Linked DNA regions of Anas platyrhynchos: region 1 is linked to region 2. The links are chromatin contacts, called in public Hi-C maps. All regions are on one chromosome and are shown on one strand. The core of a region is the stretch at or near the end of the contact, and the rest is flanking DNA. Distances in the headings are between cores, read along the strand shown.

What was found. A called contact is a pair of places that touch in the nucleus more often than the background predicts.
Region 1: a Hi-C map of liver shows a contact between it and region 2, with 4 times the contacts expected there. The contact joins the promoter of TYMS here to the promoter of THOC1 in region 2. A contact is called at or near these places in 4 of 8 Hi-C or Micro-C datasets (F5 follicle, liver, skeletal muscle and 1 more).

What each region holds. Positions count from the first base shown.
Region 1 is chr2:53,913,414-53,917,741 of IASCAAS_PekinDuck_T2T, reverse strand. It overlaps TYMS (thymidylate synthetase), which reads left to right and starts at 1,764. Exons shown (of 7, transcript XM_027451979.3): 1 at 1,764-2,089; 2 at 2,770-2,843; 3 at 4,070-4,244. The coding sequence starts at 1,912. CLUL1 (clusterin like 1) reads left to right here. Exons shown (of 9, transcript XM_072034772.1): 9 at 54-1,148.
Region 2 is chr2:54,088,620-54,093,100 of IASCAAS_PekinDuck_T2T, reverse strand. THOC1 (THO complex subunit 1) reads right to left here and starts at 3,094. Exons shown (of 22, transcript XM_027451976.3): 1 at 2,955-3,094; 2 at 2,310-2,383; 3 at 2,146-2,206; 4 at 1,536-1,602; 5 at 551-669. The coding sequence starts at 3,002.

The DNA of each region.
Region 1 (4,328 bases), core at 515-3,014, 170 kb after region 2:
TTGTCAAACATCTTTCAGATTTAAAATAATTTATTTATTTATTTTTCTCCTAGGAAAGAAGACGTGTGAAATCTTACGTCCTGAAATCCAGTATACTCTCCTTAGGTGAAATACTCCTTAGCTCGATGTACAGATAATTGTTGAATGCCTATGGTTAAAGTAGCTGCGTATAAATACAATTTTGCTTAATAAATACTATGATGTATCAGCTAGCAACTGATGACTGTAGCAATCTTTTAATTGGAAAACAAATTCAATCCCATTTTAAGTGTCATTTGTTTAAATAAAATATTATTTATGTTGTAAATTAGGTAATCTTTGATAACCAGCTATGGTCCTGTTTATGCAAAGATTTAAGGAAATAATCAGCTCTAAGCATGCAAATAATTCCTATTTGCATACTTAAATTCAGGCACATTTTTAAGCCTTTTCCAGATTGGTCCCTACAGATGTTGCACATTCAGCTAAGTCTGAATCAACCAGATTTCCATATGCATATAGCATATTATTTTCCAATGAAAACTTTCCATCTCTTCTTCCAGTTCCTTTTGATGTTTATAATGCACATTAATTGACTTTTCTGAATATGCAGTAATGAGTAAGTCTTCTGCCTTTGGCACTTTTTTATTTGTAGTTTGCCTCTGGAGCCATAATTAACAGGGAACCCTTTATCAGAAAAGATGTTTGTCTTTTCCTACATTATACACTTTAGCTTGCACGGTATTTGCAAATTATAATAAAGGTTAAGTACTGATACATCTCTTAGAAGCAGAGTTCTGGGTAATTTGGTTTCATTTACTGTGCCTGATATTTCTTAGAATTTTTGGCACATGATGATATTCACCATTTTCAACTGTCTTTGCTAACGAAGTTGTATTCATTTCAAAATGTACAAAACGATACAAGAGACACGAGAAAAATAGTAATTTTATTGTCTAAATAGTAGGAAAGATACAGTTTGCTGCCTGCAGTAAGGAGAAGGAATGCTTTCTAGCAAACAGTCCTCTGTTCCATTCATCCATTTATCCATCTCCATTCATCCTTCATTATATATGCCTGTATTGCAGGATCCTGATCTTTAGAGATTAGTAGTCATAACTCCTGCAATCACACTAGTAGTTAGAAAGTTGGGTTTTGTCTGAGAGATAAGTGACTCTAAGACATACTAGTGAAGAAATATTCAGGGAAGAGCTTGATGAACAGAATCTATCTAGAAAAATTTCAGATGATGCTGCATCAGGACTAATTTCCATCAGTTCAGAAGGCACAAGTCAGAATGCAAAACGATGCTGAAAAACGGGGGAGAGAAGCGGAGATCGACAGGATGAAACTCAGTAAGAGCCAGCACCGAGTGCTACCCGTGGTGAGAAGGTATGGCAGAGAAGGAGCCCAGCTGTAAAAGCACGGGTGGGTGTAACACGGGAGGTGAGCCTGTGCATGGGGCATGGTGCTGCAGGAGCATCTCACAGAAGATGAGGGAGGCAGGTGCCGGGCTGCACTCGGGGCTTTGGGTATTGAGGTCGAAGCAATCCCTCCTGAGGTGTTGCAGCCTGCCAGCACAGGCCGAAACCTTCTGTCCTGCTACCAAAGAGACCAGAGATGGATTAATTTGCCCGTGGGGTGGAACAAGTGAGAAGTCAGGGCAGTTTGGTGCCCAGGCTCCGTTAGGTTTTCGGGAGAGGCCTGCCAGGCTACGTGCAATGGGGCCCCGGCCAGAGCCGTGGGGAAAGCCACTGCGGGAGGGGGGGGAGAGGAAGGGGAAGCGCTGCTACGCCTGCTCCTCCCAGCGCTGGGCGGGAAAGCAAAACTTCTGCCGGGCTCGGACGAGAGGCCGAGGGCTTGGGGACAGCCCAAGCCGGGGCCGGAGCCCCCCCAGGCCGGCGGGGACAGCCCGGGCTGCCCACTGCCGCCATGCCTGTGGCGGGGGAGCCGCCGAGCGCGGCTGCTAATGGGCTGGAGCCGATGGCCGGCGAGCTGCAGTACCTGCAGCAGGTCCGGCACATCCTGCAGCACGGGCACCGCAAGGACGATCGCACCGGCACCGGCACCATCTCCGTCTTCGGCATGCAGGCTCGCTACAGCCTCAGAGGTCGGCACCGAGGCGGGACCCGCGGCCCCAGAGCCGCCCCGCAGCGGTGGGGGTCGGGCGCCATCTTCTCTGCCCGGGGGGCTGCGGAGGTGTTTGGGGGCAACCCTGCAGACCCCTCGCCCTACTCCAGGCTGCCACGACTCAGGGACACCCCCGGCAATGCTTTTTGTATTTTAGGGAGGAGTGGCAGTGCCCCCGGGTGCGGTGGTGAAAGGGGGAGGATGGGGAGGGAACCTTCCTGCTGTGCGGGCAGAGGAGGGAGAACTGGTGAAATAGGATTGTGTATGCTCGAAAAGTTTCCCCTCAGCCTCCTCTGAGGTAGGATTGTTTATCCTATAAAAGTTTATCCAAATCCTCCTCTTTCTGCTTTCTACATGCCAGGCCTACGTGGCCCCGCATGCTGCCCCATGGTGTCCCTGGCGGCGCTCTGCAAAATCCCCCTCTGCAAACCATCGACCTCCATCTGCCGCCGCACTTTGCTCCAGGAAAAGAAAAGGCAGGCTCTTATCTTCCTCGGTCCCAATAACAGCATTGCACATCCTTTCCCAGCGTCTAACCTCATCTCCAAACTCCTGAGCATCAGATGAGGACGCTGTCCTCTGGAGAAAACACTAGGTCAGCTCGCCCTAACAAATTGGTGGTCATCTCTGACAGCTTGTATCTGTTTATTATATTTTCAGATCAGTTTCCACTGCTAACAACCAAGAGAGTGTTCTGGAAAGGCGTGCTGGAGGAGCTGCTGTGGTTTATCAAGGTTCAGTATTTGGATGTCTCTATCAGTAGCAGGCCTGCAAATAATGTCAAAACAACTTTCTGGTATGGAATAGGTTAAGGAATTTGGGATGGCTGCGGGTACTTCTGTTCATGCAGCAGAACGCACTGCATGCTCAAGACCATTATCTTCGAGACACTGTGTATTTTCGTGAAGACTATTGCATTGTTGCAAATCATTTTTTTCCTCTGTTTCAAGGGAAATGGCCTCATACAGTGAGTGCTTGTGCTATTTTAGCAATGCACTGCAGTTGCAAAGCCTAATACAGTCTTATTAGTGTTTGTGTAAGAAATAGTAATATGAAGTAGCTTGTAAACAATTTAATGATCCACTTTTTAATATTGAGGTAGATTGTATTGATTTGAATAGAAGCAAGCAGTGAGGAACCACAGATGCGGTAAGACTGATGTAAACATTAGGCTTTTTAGCAGCAAAAAATGAGACCTAATAGAGCTAATAGCTGTAGGTAGAGTACTAAAATTCTGTAGATAATATGTTGCTGTACAAGGGTTCTTGATATGTTGTGACAATGTACTGGTGTGTGAAAATCTACCTAATCATTTCCTAAATAGCAGGACTCAAATACATACATATTTTTTTTAAGTATCATTTTTCCAGAGATAAAAGGCTAGATACTCCCCAAAACAGAACACTTGTTATGTTGGATTTGTGAGTTTGCTGATTTGGAGTTGTTGAGGAGCTCATTGTTCTACAACTCTTGTTGCATGACTCTAGGTCATTTTGTAACATTTTAAATTTTTGTCACGCTAACAAGAGGGATTTTAAGACCTTAAGCTCATTATAGGTGGCTTGGGAAAGACAATGTCTAGGCCATCCATTTTTTGTTTACTTTTATCCATCTGAAAGCAAAATGTTTTTCTCTGTAGATGTGCATGTGAAATGATATACATGTACTGTGGGTGACCTTGAGACTGTACTGTTTGTGTCTTCACAGTTAGAATAATCCTGAGTTAAATAACAGGGCATAACATCTCAAACCTCAGTCTAGTATGTTACTCACAAGATTTATTCTGTCTAAGTGCAAGAACAGCACTAGTATAATAGTATAGTATAATAATCAGACTGTTTATCCTTTATGTTAAAAGTGGAGAGATGTTGTTGAATGGCAAAGCTTAATGCAGCTGTTTTGAATCATGTTGTCTGTGCTGGGATTAGGAGGTAGACTTTGTACTGTCTGTATTTTGTAGGGTTCGACAAATGCCAAAGAGCTCTCTGCAAAGGGTGTGAAGATTTGGGATGCCAATGGATCACGTGAATTCCTGGATAAGCAGGGTTTTGGCACCAGAGAGGAGGGGGATTTGGGACCAGTTTATGGTTTCCAGTGGAGGCACTTTGGAGCAGAATACAAAGATATGCACACAGGTAATCAGATAAAAATGCATTTGATTGCTTAGTGGGATGCCTGTAACACCTCACTTCTGGAATTCTGTGCATGGTTTGGATTAT
Region 2 (4,481 bases), core at 1,845-4,344:
AAAGGCCAACATAAAAAAAACAACCCCACAAATTTATTTCAAGAAAGCATAAACCACAACACTTAAATCCAGTTTCCCCCCCTCAAATGAAAAGGAAAAAAAAAACAAACAAATAAACCACTAAAAATCCCCACACATAACAATGAACTGTATGAGTGGGATCCTCTGTTTTTCCTGGACCACACTATTTTTTACACTCATTTCCCTTATCCTTCCGTGAATTATTTCTATACATACATAAAGAGCAACACACAAAAGATTTAGAGCATTCACAGTAATAGTAGTTTGGCAGTAAGAAAATGAGAGATGCTTAAATGAATGATAAGAAGCAGTTTGTGAATATACTGGGGAAGACTACATTATCTCCAATAGAACAGCCTTAATGTCTATGGGAAGAAGTCTAGGAAAGAAAAGAAGACAAGGAAAACAAAACATGCTTAATGCTACAACTCTAACACAGACAGATGCACAGACAATTAAAATCTGTTTATAAAAATGGTTTGGGTAGACAAAAGCTTTGGCATAACATACATTTTGGAAAAATACTTACTGATTTCCATGTAGCAACATTCTTCTCCACAAATGTGAAAATTTTGTCACACTGATCCAAAGGCAAGCAATCCAGAACATCTCCCAGAAGCACAAAAGGGGTTGATGCAGTGCAGATACCTATGAGGAACAGCGAGTGTTTTGTTCAGCAAATTTGAACTGGAATGCAGTAAGATGCATGGCATTTGATGGACATGTTCCCAAAGAAGCAAAAAAGTTCTCCTGGGTTTCTACATAGCCTAACAAAAAGCTTTGGCTGAAGTATGAACTCCCACTGAAGATATTTTTGTATGCATGTACACATGCAGATGAGAGCTTTGTATTAATGTGCAGAAAACACTAAACAAGAACTGTTTTAAAAATCTCAGAAGACTCAAACAGCTAGCCTTGCATCTCACAATTAAACTCCTTCAGACTTCTAAATCCATAGTTCTACTGCATACACATAAGAAGTCTGAGAGTCTTTTCCTCAAGCATGTATATCCACACTCTGCTCTGTACCTTGCTAATGTCTACATTCATTGTAATCATAGATCATGTTATTCTACAGTTGTTAAGACACATACGTAATTGAGCTATACTTAATAAAACAAGTATTTGATAGGTAACGTGAACAAGTAAATAAATGGAAGTATGTGAAAGACTCTTCAAAAGAGATTAGCACAATGATTTCTGACACAGAAGATGAAAGTTATCAAAACAGATTCAAGTATCTAAAAAACACCTGTGTCCTGACAGGTCAGTATGTGGGAGATGAGCAGAGACATTCAGTAGAACTCAAAAAAAGATTCCAACACAAAGGTCACACAGGTAACTGAGTTTAATTCTATTTCACTCCTCTCATGAAACAGAGTTAATCACTACCCTAAAAACCGCATATTATCAAAGCCAACTGCTGAATACAACTTACAAAAATCAAGGTATTAAAATCTGAAACAACCCTAAAGCCCCCCAAACTGCCAATAGATTTGAAAAAAGATGCTCACCTTCTGTGACTCCATTAATAGCAAGAGAAATAATTGCCAGGAGATTTTCACATGGAGCTTTATTTATCTAAGCAAAAAGAACAGTTTTAAACTTCTTTATTCTGACTTTAATATATTTAATGAAACCAAAATTCTTGTTTCCAAGCAGGGGTATTTATAACAGATATTGACATTGAAATTTCAACCTGTTACATCAGACCCATCAGTTAACTGTATACAGATTTAATGAATGAACAACACTTCTTGACCAGTTACAGCTTTTGAAGACCCTACAATATTTACTCTGCAGACTGTGTCATTCACCTCTGAATATAACTACCCTCCATTCCACCTACACTCAAGTAATACTAACAAAAACATCCTCTGTTTCCTTTTGTTTACCGTCAGGCAACTTTGTTACATGCTAGTAACAGATGACCCACTCCACCCTACTCTTGAAGTATAATGCAGAATAATCTGTATTTATGAACTCAAATTTTCAGACTGTTTTTTTTTAAATAACCAGTATTTCCCAATACTGCAATAAGCTGCTGTTAAACTAATATCCTAACTAGTGGATTAAAGTTGGATTTATACTAAAAAACATGCCTTAGCAGTTTGAAGTACTTACTATTTCTTCTTCTACAATAACTCTAAAAGCTTGATCCAAGGTACACTTCTTTTCATTTTCACTGCAAACGCAAACACCCCACATCAGTTAATAACGTTATTATTAGGAACACACAAAAAAGATCTGGAAACGGGCACCTTTTAAAGCCAGTGGCAGCCACTTACCTCCCAGGAATCTGGTTAAATGCGTTCAGCAGCGGTTTGATAGTTTTGTTATGCAGGGCCTCTCTGGTAGAAGACTATCAAAGTGTGAACAGACAAAAGTTACAAGGGCAGTATGAAGCTGGAATGGTACCAAGGTTGTTTCTGCCAGATCACTTTTGTTTTCTGCCACCTGATGGTCAGAAATGCGAGGGAACCGCGTGTACTGCACCCCGCGTACTGATTTACATGTAAACACACACCACGTAGCGACTTACCAAGGAGTCTTTGGAAACAAATCGGGTAAATAACACGAAATATGTAGCAAATTAGGCATGTGAGGTAGCAGATCACGCCTCACACCCGAGGGCTGCATGGTGGAAGCGAAGCACAAAGGGGCGCGCTGCGCTGTGCCCGCTGCTGCGCCTACCACACTCCCAAGCCCCCCACAGCCTCCCCCTCTCAGCAGGGGGATTTGGGGCGGTTTGGGATGGGGGTGCGAGCCCCACTCCCCGCTTTTCGCGGCGCCTTACGGGCACCTCAGCACCCAGCCGGGCCCTCCCCGCAGCCAGGCGCGGCCCCCCTCAGCACGGCCCAGCGCGAGATGGCGGCAGCCGCGCGTCCCCCCGGCCCCGTCCCCGTCTCCCCGGTGCCCCCCGGGCTGCTCACGGTGAAGCGGAGCCGCGCCTCGGGCAGGCTGAAGAGCGGCGGCGACATGGTTGGGCTCCGGCCCGCGGCGCTCCGCGATGACGCGATGGCGGCCGGGCGGCCGTTGGCGCTGAGGGCGGGCCGTTAGTGAGGCGCTGCTCCCCCCCCCCCCCAACGCCCTCATTGTGGAAAAAAAAAAAAAGCTGCTTTTTACCTACCCCGTGTTTTAATTTCTGTTTCTTTGGGTTGTGCAGGTGGAAGGGAAAGACCTGCGTCTAGCAGCTCCGAAGACCTTCGCCTCTTCTGCCTGCCAGTGTCAAATACAGCTCCCTATTTTAAAAATTTGTCCATCATTATTTCAGCAACAACACAACATTTATTTATTTATTTATTTTTATGCCCAGAAAATCAATATACTGTTCATACAGCGTATACAGCAATGTACTGTTCATACAGCATATAGCTCAGGAGGTCTTGACCTGGACGTGGAATTTAAGCGCTATTCCTGATGTAGCACATTACTGAAGTAACATGTTAGAACACACTGGCTTACACATCTTCTAAATGTCTCTCAGAAAATGTGAGTGTCTGGGAACGAAAGTGTCGCAGTTACTGAACTTTGATATTGTTTTGAACTTCGAGGGTGGTGAGGCGCTGGCACAGGCTGCCCAGAGAAGCTGTGGGTGCCCCATCCCTGGAGGTGTCCAAGGCCAGGCTGGATGGGGACCAGAGCAACCTGATTTAGTGGTTGGCGCCCCTGCCCATGGCAGGGAGCTGGCACTGGGTGATCTTTGAGGTCCCTTCCACCCCAAGCCATTCTCTAGATCTATAATTATAATAATTCAGACACCTCAAAGAAAGCAGAGCCCCAGGGCACTTTCCCAGGTCTCCCAGGCACACAGTTCAGTACCTGGTTGAAAAGTACAGGTGCTGCCCGATTCCTTTTATGTAGGCAGGAAAAACTAGGATACCTTTTTTTTTTTTTTTTTTTTTTTTTTTTCCTGCTTCTGGAAAATGCAAGTAATTATTTGCATTTTATTAATTGCATTCACTATTCTAAAAGCAAATATTAAAAACCTCAGAGATCATCTAGAAGCCTGTTTTATTGTGTGGCTCGTTCGCTTTTCTGCCGGCAGAGGGAAGCGTTTACCCAGAAAACAGAGGTGCGGATGGACGCCTGGTTCTGGTGGCAGTGCCAGCTGTAGGTTTGGCCCTTCGTCTATAAATGAAATCAATGTGTGACACTTCCTTAAAAAAAAAAATTCAGGGTCGTTTCAATTCATTTCAAAACCGTGGGGGGAAAGGGCTTCATAACATTGAATATAGGCATGATTAATCATTTGGAATGCGTCACCTGCATACGCTGTGAGACATACTGAATATTACCCATTCAGGCTTGCAAGAAAGTTTGCTTGGCTTTCTGCAACGTCTTTCTGATATTTCTCATCTCTTATTTTGATAAATTAAAACACATTTTCAGATGAATAAGGCACTGTATTATGTTGAGATTATTCTGATGTTGTCCCCCACCTCCAGAGCTGTATGAAA